Regions from separate parts of the Mus musculus genome. Here all the other regions are linked to region 3. The links are chromatin contacts, called in public HiChIP or PLAC-seq maps. All regions are on one chromosome and are shown on one strand. The core of a region is the stretch at or near the end of the contact, and the rest is flanking DNA. Distances in the headings are between cores, read along the strand shown.

Region 1 (4,201 bases), core at 318-2,817, 340 kb before region 3:
TGTGGTTTCTCTCTGTTGATGCTCCTAGGTAATGTTGTCATACTTTAGTGCCTGCCGCAATCCCCACTAATTCTTTAACATATATAAAATAGCTGATCCGAGTCTTGGCCCACAAGTTCACCTTGAGGCACTTCAGTGGTAGCATCTGTCTGTCGTCTGGTGGGTTTGTATGTCTGTCCAGTCCCTGCATGCCTTATTTTTGTTGTTGCTGTGTGTTTTATTTGGCAACAAAACATTCTACTGATAATGTGTTAACTGCAGAAATCAGATTCCTGCCCTCATGCATCACTTATTTGGTGTTCTAGGGTTTTTGTTGAGATGGGGGCTTGCTTCAGTGAGATTGCAGGTGCACAGCTGTTCAAGGCGTTTCTGAATTCTGTGAACTGTCTTTGTCATGTACATGCAGGAAAATCTCCCTAATCAGCTTGTGATTTGCTAACAATTGGACAGGTGTCCTTGAATCCCTAGACCCTGTAAAGCCTCCCTGCCCTGCTGAGGGGCCTCCCTGCCCTGCTGAGGGGCCTCCCTGCCCTGCTGAGGGGCCTTTGTGCTTTCCGCTCAGTAGGCAGGCTGTTTACAGCTGTGCAGCTTTCTCTCCAGGCTTGGTCAGACACGGAGCTTAGAGCTTTCGATTTTATTGGAATATAATTTGCAGGCCATATGATACATCATTATAAAATTTGTGTCATTGCCTCCCCTATGTTCACAATCACTTATAGAAGAGTCTCTGCACCCCATCTGTACCAGGTGTGGCCCTCTCGGTTCCCATCCAGGTCAAGGGTCTCACAGCTCACACCTCTTCTCCAGATTTGCCTTCTCAGTGTTTTTGGTTAGTGGTGGTGGTGGTGGTGGTGAGACTGTACATTATCACCACAAGCATCAGTGATGCTAAACAGCTGGGGAAGGCCCTGGTCATCCAATGAGGATAAGGGATGGGGGGGGGGGGAAGCACTGGTGACCTCCCAGGGAGCACCAGATAGGTTGTGGGAAGATGGAACAGCACCGAGCTCACGTTCTTTCTCACTCAGTGGGAAATGCCTTTGTGTCAGCTCTTAACTGTTACAAACCTTCCTTCATCTTGTCAGCTTACAAAAGCTAATCCATGCTATTTTTAGCCAGGATTTTTAGTGAGAAGTTTCTTAGAAGTCCCGAGTCTGCCATTTCATTTCTTTCCTTACTTGAAGTTGGTGCCTTTGGAGCACTTTGTAAGAATGATCACCAGTCCCTGGGTAGGAGAGTCTTAATGCCCAAGGTGAGCATCACTTTACTATTATGTACATGCGTGACTTTTAAAACTCTCTTCCCATCTGTATACACATGCTTGTGTGTAAGCCACCAGGAACTAGTTAGAGCATATGCCAGACCAATTTCTCTTCATTCTCTTGCCTTTCATACCTTAGCTCCATTGTTTGGTCCTTATGTGTGAGGATTATGTGTGAAAGAAAGGTTAACCGTAGCTCTTTGTTTTACCCTGCATGGGGCAGTGGGGGATAGGACTGTGAATAGTCAGAACGCTTGCAGAGCGCTCTCTCCCTGCAGGGGAAGGCTCTCCCTTGGCCTCCCAGCTCTGCTGTTAGCTGATTCTTCTTGGAATGCATGTGAGATCAGCCTAGCAGTGAACCCGCAATGGCTGGATTCCAGCCCACGGAAGTGCCTTTGCTTTGGTCGTAGCGTTTGTGGGCAGTTTCTCTTGCAGACTAGGACCATCCGCCCTGTTGCCTCTGACTTCTCAGCTCTTGGAGTCACAGCCTGTGGCTGCCGCATTGTGGCTTCACCCTGCAGTTGATGTTAGCATTTACAGTACTTTGAGGACTCGGAATTGTGTGTGGCCATTCCCCATCTTCAGTATATGTAACATGAACACATGAGGAAAAATATTTGAAGGGAGACAAGAAACCAGCAAAGGGGGGGGGGATCAGGGAGGGTGGGGGTGAATAATAAAATGGTATATGCATCAGAATCCTATATTGAACCCTTACATGTTAGCTTAAGGAAAAATAAACTATAGCAAGAGTGAAACAAGCCAGTTCTGCTCCATCACCTCTGACACAGGAGCCCGCTCAGACTGTACAGCTTTTCTGGCTATCTCGTCACCATTTATTAGAATCCTGTGTGTGGACATGTGTGTTTAGTTTCCAGCAAATGATTTTAAAATGAAAGGCTTAAGCAGGGCATGGTGGCATACACTTTTAATCCCAACTTTTGGGAGGCAGAGGCAGAGGCAGGTGGATCTCTGTGAGTTTGAGGACAGCCGTGTCTACAGAGTGAGTTCCAGGACAGCCTGGGCTACACAGAGAAACCCTGTCTCAAAAAACAAAGCAAAACAAACAAAAAAGAACTCTTGCAGTAGCAGTAACTCCAGGTTTTAAATCTGAGAAGGAAAAGGATCCGGTTACATAAGACATAAGCGTTGGTTGTATTGGAGAATTTGAGCTGCCTCTGTGTGTGTTTCAAGGGCAAAGGAAGCTTTCTGGACCTTGTGTATTAATACACATACTCTGGCCTTTGTCATACGGTACAAGTCCCTGGGCCCCTTCCCAGTGTACCTGCTCCTGCGCCCTCCACGGCTGTCAGCTTCCTGAACAGTTTGAGTGGCCTTCATTCATTCATCCATTGCTTACATTGGAGCCATTTCCTGTTTAACTTTAGGGCAGGGTATTTGATGCCTGGCTCTTTTCATTCACTTAATCCACGGCTCATCTGTGGAGCTTTTTCTTCTGTAGCTGAGCCCCAGAAGGCCCTCATCACACATACCCTGATGTTCACCATGGCTTTCGTACTGTTTTGCTTTCAATCATATGTAGGAAACACAGGATGAGTCAGCTGTGTTATGGTTGGATGAAATTCAAGGTGGAATCTGGCAGTCCAACAAAGACACCCAAGAGGCCCAGAGGTGTAAGTATCCATGTGTCTGTTGTCTGGCTCACGTGTAGGTGGAGGGTGAGGTCAACAGGTGCTGGGCAGGGTAGCTGGCCAGTAGGTATGCTGGGTGAAGTCATGTGAACACAGACAGCCCCTAAATTGCTCCATTAATAACTCTCTTCCGAGACAGTTGCCTTAGGAATCTCTGCCATCAATGAAGCAGTAGACAGCGGTGATGTTGGCAGAACCCTGAGTGCCCTACGTTCTCCCGACGTTGGCTTATATGGAGTGATCCCCGAATGTGGGGAAACGTACCAGAGTGACCTTGCTGAAGCCAAGAAGAAGAGACTGGCAGCAGGTGGGTCATGGGGGGGTACATATGTCCATGAGCTAAGCCCTTGAGCATATCAGGAGACAGATGTAGGCCAAGATACGCAGTGTGGATAAACAGTATTTAGGCTCACTTTGCAGGAAATAGTCCTAAACTCTGAACGCTTGTAGATAGCTGCGTGAACTAGACCAGTTTTATTGAGAGCGTGGAAAGGATCCGAGATACTTGGCTGTTCGCATTTCCTAGGATGTCAGCAGCTCTGACTATCTGAGTCTGTGGACGGCTGACAGAAGTTCACAGCAGAGAAAATGTTGTAGCTCTCTCATTCCTGAACGGTAGTGCTGAAGGGTGCATGGCCCGTCTTTTCTGGACGGTGTTTTGACTGCAGGATTTAGACAGAGGAGTTGTAAGAATAGTATGATTGGTTCTGTGATGGACCCTCCTAGGCAATATGACATGCATGACATAGACCAGACATTACTCAGCCAAGGCCCAGGGGACACACGAGATGTTCCTTTACTGTTGGATCCAAGGAATAGGTTTTAGAAAGTGTGTAGGTTCTCAAAGCTGACCAGAGTAATCAGTGTGGGGGTGTGGCTCTGGGTTACTGTCTTTCCCCCTCTGTTTTCTGCCAACAACAGGAGATAATAACAGCAAGTGGGTGAAGCACTGGGTGAAAGGCGGGTACCATTACTACCACAACCTGGAGACGCAAGCAGGAGGATGGGCTGAGCCCCCAGACTTTGTGCAGAATTCTGTGCAGCTTTCTCGAGAGGAGATCCAGGTAGGCCACCTTTCTTCTCACAAGAAAGACCTGAGAGAAAGTGCCTCAGGGTTACTCTTGGTTCAGAGGAGAGATGCTTGTGGCTGGTAGTCCTGGACTCCAATGTAGACTGGGCAATGAGTAATTCTGAAGTAATCATGCTTTAGTGGTTTTGGAGGTGATGAAGTCTGAGATGGAAAACATGTCAGTTGTACAACTCAGTGAGTTTCACTCTGTGGTTCTTA
Region 2 (4,213 bases), core at 1,500-3,999, 310 kb before region 3:
TTGTGTTTTTAGCAGGTTTGATTTTGGTGTGATTTGAGTATGGCTTGTGATTCCCCCCCCCCCCCCCCCCCCCCCCCCCCCGCCAACCCCCGGTCAGTTTTTCGACTGATTCTGTTGTGGTGTTTGGTTTTTGTGTGGTTGTTCTGACATTTGCAGTCCCCCAGTCTCTGACCTAGATTCTTCCCGTCTGTCTGTCATCATTTCCCACTAATCTTCCTGTGCCCCTCTGTTTGCATCTCTTCTCTCTCATTTGCTGCTATGGGCATAGACACTAAAAGACTTACCAAGTGCATTCACACTAATTACTGCACAAAGCAATTATCCGTAGGAAGGAGGCGTTCCAAGCAGGTAAGGTGAAACCACCCCGTTTCTGAGCACGGATGCTGTGAGCGCTCCTTTATCCCCTTGGAGACCTCTTGGGCACCCTTACTGGTTCTTCACTGTCTGTAGTGGGCCACAGCTCTACGGAGCTCTGCAGATGTGGAGTGATTGCTCTGTTCTCCTGGGGAGCAGCATAATCGTACTTATTGCTGGTGCTGTGTGGTTTCCTGCCTAGGGCCGTGTGTACTCATCCTTAAGTACATACATTCTCAGTCCAGTAAAGCAACCTTGCTGACCCCTCTGCTTCCTCACTCATCTCTCACAATCCTCAAACACCCTCCCCTTCCCCAAGAACTGGGTTTCTCTGTGTAGCCCTGGGTATCCTGGAACTCACTCTGTAGACCAGGCTGGTCTCAAGACTCAGGTATCTCCCTGCCTCTGCCTCCCGAGTGCTGGGATGGCAGGTGTGCGCCACCACACCCTGCTCCTTTTCTCACTGACTTTTGACTGTTGCTTCAGGGCGGGGCCATCTGGTCTCACCATTTCAGGCTTTGGTGGCCTTCTCATGGGCCGTCTTGGAACAAATTGCAAGTGCTTCAGGGAGGGGTGACCATTTCTCTCTCCAGGTGTCAAAGCAGACACCACAGCAGGATGCTTTTGCCAATGGCGCTGCCGCTCCAGGCGAACTTAGGTCCAGAATCTACCCCTAGTGCCCCCTCCCCCATCTCAGAGTCTCATTACCTAAAAACTCAAAGCTCACACATACGGTGTTGTGTTTCAACAGATTTAAAAATGTTATCTTCGAAATTGGTCCAACAGAAGAAGTTGGAGACTTTGAAGTAAAAGCCAAGTTCATGGGAGTTCAGATGGAGACTTTCATGTTGCATTATCAGGTGGGTGTGCACAGGCTCAGGCGTGACGCTCTCCGATGAGGTGGGAGAAAAGATAAGGGAAAGCCTTTGGGGAGAGCTTTGTGTATTCAGAGAGCTCGGTGGGCGCCTAGTTGGGAGAAGCTAAGGGCTTGGGGAGTTGGGTGTGGTCTGTGTCCTCTGAGAGTCGTCCTGTGCGGATGCTTTAGAGTGCTCTGACACCTGAATCTTCACTCCAGCCCTGATGAGCTGGTGCCCTGGCCTTGAAGGAGGTACCTAACCACCAGTGTTAGCAGTAAGAGATTCTTTGCTGCTCTGTACTTGAAATCTCTCTTTGTTTTCATTTTTATTTGATATGGATACCTTTTGTTAGGGATATTACTAAAATTTGTGAACACATTGCCTCGTTGTAACTCTGAATCACATTTTAAATTCAAAATTAACTCTGTAGCCGTTTTATAACGTAGCTGCCCCTAATTTATTTTTAAGTTTCTTTTTTTTTTCTTTCTGGTGCTTACATTTGACCCTCAGCATTGTGCTTGCAGGCTGTTTCCCACTGAGTTCAATTTCCAACCCCAAATACCTGATTTTGGGGAGTGGGAGGAATCTTATGTAGCCCAAACTATCCTCAAATCCACTATGTAGTTGAGTCTGGCCTTGAACACTTGACTCTCCTGTTTCTCCCAAATGCTGGGATTATAGATATGTGCCACCATGCCGAGCTGCCTAAATATCTATTTTTGCACATTAAAAAATGTACCAAATAAGGATGGTGACACGCACCAGTAATCCAGCTCTCAGGAGACAGAGGCAAGAAGATTCAGAGTTTGAGGCCAGCCTGGACTTCATTGTAATTCCTGGCCAGCCTGTATAGTGAAAGCAATCTTCAAAATCCAAAGCCAGAAATAATCAGACAATTGAAAGGATTCATGAGCGGTGTCCAGACCCAACTATGTGTGTACCACATAGTAGACCTCTTACGGTTTTTGTTGGTTGGTTTCTTTTTCTTTTCTTTTTTTTTTTTTTAAAGATTTATGTATTTATGTATGTAGCTGTCTTCAGACACACACCAGAAGAGGGCATCAGATCCTATTACAGAAGGTTGTGAGCCACCATGTGGTTGCTGGGAATTGAACTCAGAACCTCTAGAAGAGCAGTCAGTGCTCCTAACCAGTGAGTGACCTCTTCAGCCTGGTTGGCTCATTTCTTTTGCAGTGCTGAGAATCAAACTTTGAGCCTCACACATGCTCTACTGCCAAACTGCTCTTCCATGTCTTGCCACACCCTGCCTTGCTTGCCACTGCCGTGGTCTAGCAAACCAGGCTGGTGCCTCTCTGTGAGCAAGCGTTCCGCCTTCTGCACAGGATGCTCTCCCCTCCTGGAATCAGCCTCCCTCCCTCTGCTCCCTACCTGCCTCCTGCCTCCATCAAACAGTGAGCACTGGCCCGCGCTGCCCCCCTACAGCCGCAGTGATGGCCCTTCCCCTTGACTCAGCAGCCCTGAGACATCCTCTGTTGACAGTGCGAGCTGACTCATTTCCCTGCCACCCCCAAAACTGGGAACTCCTAAGACAGTATGTCTTAGTCATCTGTACCTCCCTGTTGGTAACCAGTAGTCTCTCAGCGCATATTAATTCAGTAACTGTGAAAGGATTTCTTCACACACTGTAACTAAGCATACTGCATACAGTCCCTATTCCATTGGTTTCACTGCCAGTGCAGGCCAACCAGTCTGCTAAGGAGACTGTACACTGCTGCTCGGATTCAGGAACTGGTCTGCCTCATAGGTGCCTGGGGTTAGGGTTAGGCTAGGCAGAGAGGACACACCATGGTCCCCATCCTTGGGACACTGCGGTCCCTTCATGCCCTTCCTCACCACCACTCACCAGTTTAGTGGTAGTGACGACAGTGCTGTCGTAAGCCGCCAGGACTGCAGAGAACATTAGAAAACAGCCGATCATACCGATCACCCCAGAGCCAGCTCTTTCCTGATGGCCTTGCCACCCAACACTTTGAGCCTCAGCAGCTCATCTCTAAAGTTCAGATAATTATGCTTCATAAGGTTTTTGTAATGCCTTGAAAAAATAGTGTGTAAGGTGCCTAACCGAGGCCACACACAGGCTCGGTGCTGGATGGTTGCTCCTCCTGTTGTACTTGCATTTACGTTAGACAACCTTTCTCATGCGGAGTTGAAGTTGGAGTCATATTCAGTTTACAAGAGACCCTGGGCTCAGTCTCCTAAAAACAAAGGACTCCAGTAGACTGCAGAGCTGGAGATGTAGTTCTGTTGGTAGAATGCTTGTTTGGCAGGCACAAACCCCTGGGTTTGATCTCAGCACTGTAGAAACTGAGCCAGGCAGCACATACCTGTCATCCCACCATGGGGTCAGGAGTATTCGGTCAGCCTGTGCAAAAGTGCCAGGGGTGGAGGCGGGGCGGGGGCAGAGCAACTGGTAGGTACTGAGACATTACAGGTCATTCTCATTTTCATTTCTCATTCTCATTGGCATATTTCATAAATTGAAATGCCTTTACTTTTTCTATGTGTATTAAAACCTCTAACCTACATCTGAAACAATGGGGAAATGCCATCATAACTTCTTTTTGATTAATCATTCCTTTACATTTCAAATCATATCCCCCTTCCAGTTACCCCTCAACAAATCCCATCCCATCTCCCCTCTCCCCTCTCCACCCTCCCCTTTGCCTCTTGAGGATGATGCTTCACCCACTCATCCATGCCCTGCTCACTGCTCCAGCGGCCCCTACCGTTGTAACTTTTGAAATAAGCTTTAAATGTATTTTAACTGAACATAACTCCTAATTTCCCTTTGTGTTTAGAATCTTTTACTATAAACTAAATGATAACCTAAGACTAAGTTGTAGGCTCCCTGTTGCTCCAGCACCCAGGGTAGCTGGCCCCAGGGCAGTCGTGCCCCGTAAAGCTCTGCACTGAGAAGTGTGTCTGACCTGCTGCACCATTTCACACCTGGCACAGAAGTCCTGCCTCTCCTCTCCTGGATC
Region 3 (4,177 bases), core at 223-2,722:
CTATTTCCCCTAAATGGGTGATGTTGCTCATAGCCTAAGGAAAATCTCTGACTCACTTCCTGCCTCAGTCTCACCACAAGAGTATTGTTCTCCCAAATGTGCATGTGGTGGTGCTGGTGGGGGCTACCCCACAGTGGTCCCCACAGGTCTTAGCTCCTTCTAAGGGAAAGCCCCCAATCTGGGAGGAACCAGACTTTTAGAGACCCCATGTCTGCAGTGTTTTAACGGATGCTCAAATAACAGATTCAGTTAACTTCATACACATCTCCATTTTCAGAGGGATAAATCGGGGCTCTGAGAATTTAAGGTTCGAAATAATGCAAAATAGTACCGCAAGGATTTGAGCCCAACTTTCCTGGACGACTTTCCACACAAATGATACGTGTGTATGTGTGTATGTGTACTACTTTGAGGGTTTTGAGGCAAAGTCTCATGTGGCCAGGTTATCTCACAGAGAGCAAGAAGGGATGTGCAGAGGCCGCTGGCGACCTTGGAACAACCCAGCCTGGGAAGATCTTGGCCCGGTTCCCCTCTTCTTTCTCAGCTCGAGCAGAATGTCAACCTTCCGCCAAGTAGCACAGCCGTTTTCTAGGGCAGGAACCCAGGGAGGGAAGGGCTCTGGCTGGTATACTGTAAGTAGCTTGGAGTGAAACGCTGCCAAGTCTGAGGCCTGCTAAGTTGTGTAGCTTAAGGAAAATTATTTAAACTTTGTGTGCCTCAGTTTCCTTATCTGTAAAGTGGGATTAATAATGTCATCCTGAGCGGATTATGTGGATTAAGGAATGTACATAAGGAGAAGATAGGGTGAACTGATTGGCCCAGTGCCTAGCTCTCCGTTGTTGCAGGGGGAAAAAAAAGTATTGGGAAAAAAAAAAAACCATAAAAGGAGGTGGGCTATTTCTGTTTATCCACCTGTCTCTACAAAAGCAAATAAAACTGTGACTCCTCTAACTGGAGGCACGAGGGCTGCCCTGCCGCTGTGAGATCCGACCTGAGAGTGGAGTTGCCCCAGGTCCGCCATCCCAGGGCGCTTCCCTTGACTATCCCCAAACTCAAAACTCGGGACCCAGGAACCTCGGGCAAGGCAGGGCCAGCTTGGACTCTCCCCAAACCCCCCGACCCTCGGCCCTTCCCTCGCCATCTCGCCCGCGGGCTCCCAGTCCGGGTCTCCGAAACCATCTGCCCGGGAGTTTGCGGGGCCAAGAGCCTAACGCGGTGCGGACCGAGGGGCCTGGGGTGGCGCGCAGGGACCACGCTCCCTACCCGCCCCGCTGGCAGCCGCAGACAGGGCGCCCCGAGAACGCAGGGCCCGCCGCGTGGAGCTCTCTGAACACCGGCCGGGCCCGGCCGGGCCCGGCCTGACCCGACCCGGGCGGCGAACGGGCCGGGCCGGCTGCGGCCGCCGAGCGCGGAGGTGGCGCCGCGAGGGGGAGGGGCGCGGCGCGGAGGAGGAGGAGCCCGGGCCGCCGCCGCCGCCGCCGCCGCTGTGACAGCGGCCCGAGTAAACAAGCCGCGCCGCCGCGGCCGGGCCGCTGCCCCCCGCCCGCGCCCGAGCCCAGGCCGAGCCTTGCCCTGGTCGCCGGCCGGGCCGAGGCCGCGCCGCCGCGCCTCCCCGCCTGCGCGCCGTGACGCCGCTGCCGGGCGCGGGGACCGCCGGAGCCAGGCCCCCGCCGCCGGGCTCCGTGCTCGGCCGAGGGGTACCCGAGCGGCCGCGGCGCTCGTCCGGAAAAGTTTCCCCGCCCGGGCTCCCCAGGGTAAGCGGCGAGGGCGCGCGGCCCGGGGCCGGGGAGGCGGCGCGCTGGGGAACCGGGCCCGGAGCGGGCGGGGGAGCGCGGAGCCGGGCGGCGCAGCCCCGGGCCTCGCCGGCCGCCGGGCTCTGGTCGCGGATTCTCGGCCGCCGCGGCGGGAGGACGGGAGCCGCGCAGCCCACCTGAGCGCCGGGCTTGGGCCCGCGCCGGTACTTTTCCGCTGGGGCCGGGGCGAGCCCTATGACCTCAGGAAGCGCCGGCGGGGCCCCTGCTGGGGCGGGCTAGGCAGAGCATTCCTCGGACTCTGGGTGCTCCCGCCTGCCCGCGGTCCTCCGTGGCCCCGGCGGCCGGGGCCTGCGCCTGGTGGGGCGCGCTCCCGGGAGGGCACGGGGTCCTCGGCCGCCTGGCACACCTGTACGGCCGGAGCGGTCGGGGGCGGATTTCGCGTGCGCGCACAGGCCGGCTTGGGGGAGGCTCGCTCCGGGCTGCCTCCTGCCGAGGCCTGGCCGAGGCCCCTGCTGCCCCCATCCATCGGGTGGCTAGCCGAGGGGCGGCCTGCTTGCCATACAGGTCTGACAGCAGACACTAGTCTGCTCGGTGCCGCCGTTCCCACCGCCCCAGGGCTTTGCGCCTAGGGGAAGTGGACTTTCATCTCTCTGAAGCACTGGGATTCTCTCTGACTTGGGAAGTGCCAAGACGACGCAGGTGATGTGGCCCAGTGAGGGCATGTGGCTGCTGGCCAGGTGTGGACATAGAAAAGGAGGGTGGGCGAGCAGATTAGGTGTGTGTTTCCTGTTTTGGGCTTCTATCTAAAATTTGTATTTTTTTAAAAAGAGGATCCTATGGCTTAAAAAAAGTTTGAAAGCCTCTGTCCTAATAGTTTTTAACCACCAAGGAAACTGAGGCCCAGAGAGTGGAAATGACTTGTGTAAGTAGTTGAGCAGGGACTAGGAGTTAAAATTTCCTGGGAGGTGCCTGTAACAGGACCTGCCTTGGGGTCTCTGCTGGAAAGAGAGACCTGATTGGGTTTCCCAGCAGTCTTTGGTGGCTTGCTCTGTGGCTGCCTCAGCTGGGTCTCCAGGTCCTAGAAACAGCAGCCACACCTGGGGGTAAGTGCCCGTCTTATGCCTGGAATGGTTGTGGTTATCTCTGTCTGTAGGTTCTAGGGAGAGACAGAAAGGCTTTGCCTAAGAAAAGAGCTAGGACAGTACTATAGCCTATTCTCTAGTCAGGCCCAGCACTGATGGCTGGGCAAAACTGACCCAGAGAGGCTAGAAATATATCCAGTCTCCTGGTTTTGAGACAACTGGGACTCAGAGGGTGAGTCAGAGTCTGGAATGGGGGTGGGGAGAAGCCTGTTCATTCATTGTTCACAGTTCTTTTGTGTGTGTGTGTGTGTGTGTGTGTGTGTGTGGTGTGTGTATCCTCCTATGTGTCTTGATGACGAGGCAGGGCTCTCTGATGTCTGGAATTCATATCCCACCCTTACCACAGTTGGGGAGACTTGGTGTGGAGGGAAGCAGACCATCTTTCTCGAGGTGTGGTGGGGGTTCTGTCTCAGTGGCCCCATCTATAGTTTGCTGAAACCTGGGCTAGACCCAGACCGACCCAGCCATAATTTGGAAGTTGTAGGCAGGTCTCAAAACTTGGAGCAGGGAGTCTGCACATTTCTAAACTAAAGAGGTTTTAGATGTGGCAAGAGTCCTGTTTCTACGTGGAGGCACGGAGCTCTAACTCTGAGGCATGTCTTCGGAGCCCTTTGGACTCTGCCCTTCAGGCATGGAGTCTGCCTCGTGGATGTCTCCTGCCATCAGCTGTCAGGTTATTTTGGTGTAAACTGAAAATACTCCAGGATTGTGTGTGGAGTCCCCTCAGCCTATAGGGTGAGATGGCAGCAGTTAGGGAGGCTGGGTAGCTAGTGGCAGTTCCTGGAGAATCTTGGCGTTCCCAGTGGCTAGCAGATCTGCCCAGCTCCACAGGGCAGTGTGCTGAGGTATCTACATTTTACCATTTGGCCAAGTGGCTACCTCTAGGGCTGGGCCATGGGAATGGTAGGGGCATCGGGATCCTGGCACTTAGACAGGACATCCCCAGCAGCCTACTGGAACCTCTCCTAGCTGCCACCTACCCCAGGAGCTTGGCTTGTGGCTAGTCAGGGGCCCTTTATGGGGACAGTTATGTGGCCCCAGGCAGAGAGGTCTTGCTGTCTGTTTGCTGAAGGAGGAAAAACACCACTCAGGGCTACTGATTCGGCCTCACCTTGGTGTTCCAGGCTCAGCGCCAGTGTTTGCCCTGGCAGCCTGGCTCAGATTACGCAAGGTGGTGGGCCTGGAACACGCCAGGGGGCAGCAGGGCTGGACTAGCAGGAGCAAAGTTGCCCAGGAAACAGCTTGGGCCCTGCCTCTAAAGATGGCTGTCATCTCAGCCCT

Evidence for each region. HiChIP or PLAC-seq counts read pairs in DNA pulled down with a chosen protein or histone mark.
Region 1: an H3K27ac HiChIP or PLAC-seq map of embryonic stem cells shows a contact between it and region 3, with 3 times the contacts expected there. The contact joins the enhancer-like site here to the promoter of Furin in region 3. A contact is called at or near these places in 1 of 484 Hi-C or Micro-C datasets (the G1E-ER4 cell line), 4 of 115 datasets of contacts at active chromatin or transcription factors (CD4 single positive thymocytes, embryonic stem cells, pancreatic cancer cells and 1 more) and 4 of 9 other capture datasets (adipose tissue, embryonic stem cells, liver and 1 more).
Region 2: a FOXA1 HiChIP or PLAC-seq map of pancreatic cancer cells shows a contact between it and region 3. The contact joins the enhancer-like site here to the promoter of Furin in region 3. A contact is called at or near these places in 4 of 39 promoter capture datasets (cranial neural crest, embryonic stem cells, frontonasal cranial neural crest and 1 more), 6 of 484 Hi-C or Micro-C datasets (B cells, CD4 T cells, DN3 thymocytes and 2 more), 3 of 115 datasets of contacts at active chromatin or transcription factors (bone marrow-derived macrophages, kidney and pancreatic cancer cells) and 3 of 9 other capture datasets (adipose tissue, embryonic stem cells and liver).

Annotation. Positions count from the first base shown.
Region 1 is chr7:80,742,812-80,747,012 of GRCm38.p6, reverse strand. It overlaps Iqgap1 (IQ motif containing GTPase activating protein 1), which reads left to right. Exons shown (of 38, transcript NM_016721.2): 16 at 2,805-2,895; 17 at 3,053-3,220; 18 at 3,835-3,977. Among named protein-coding and RNA genes, the nearest start is that of Crtc3, 56 kb to the right of the region's middle. Within about 2 kb of position 1,567, at least 68 of the 459 cell types and tissues checked have an H3K27ac peak or open chromatin away from gene starts, as enhancers often do. A contact at or near this core is called in embryonic stem cells and stem cell-derived neural progenitor cells, where this site is marked.
Region 2 is chr7:80,714,012-80,718,224 of GRCm38.p6, reverse strand. Iqgap1 (IQ motif containing GTPase activating protein 1) reads left to right here. Exons shown (of 38, transcript NM_016721.2): 37 at 1,106-1,214. Among named protein-coding and RNA genes, the nearest start is that of Crtc3, 27 kb to the right of the region's middle. Within about 2 kb of position 2,749, at least 105 of the 459 cell types and tissues checked have an H3K27ac peak or open chromatin away from gene starts, as enhancers often do. A contact at or near this core is called in bone marrow-derived macrophages and pancreatic cancer cells, where this site is marked.
Region 3 is chr7:80,400,107-80,404,283 of GRCm38.p6, reverse strand. Furin (furin (paired basic amino acid cleaving enzyme)) reads left to right here and starts at 1,472. Exons shown (of 16, transcript NM_011046.3): 1 at 1,472-1,754.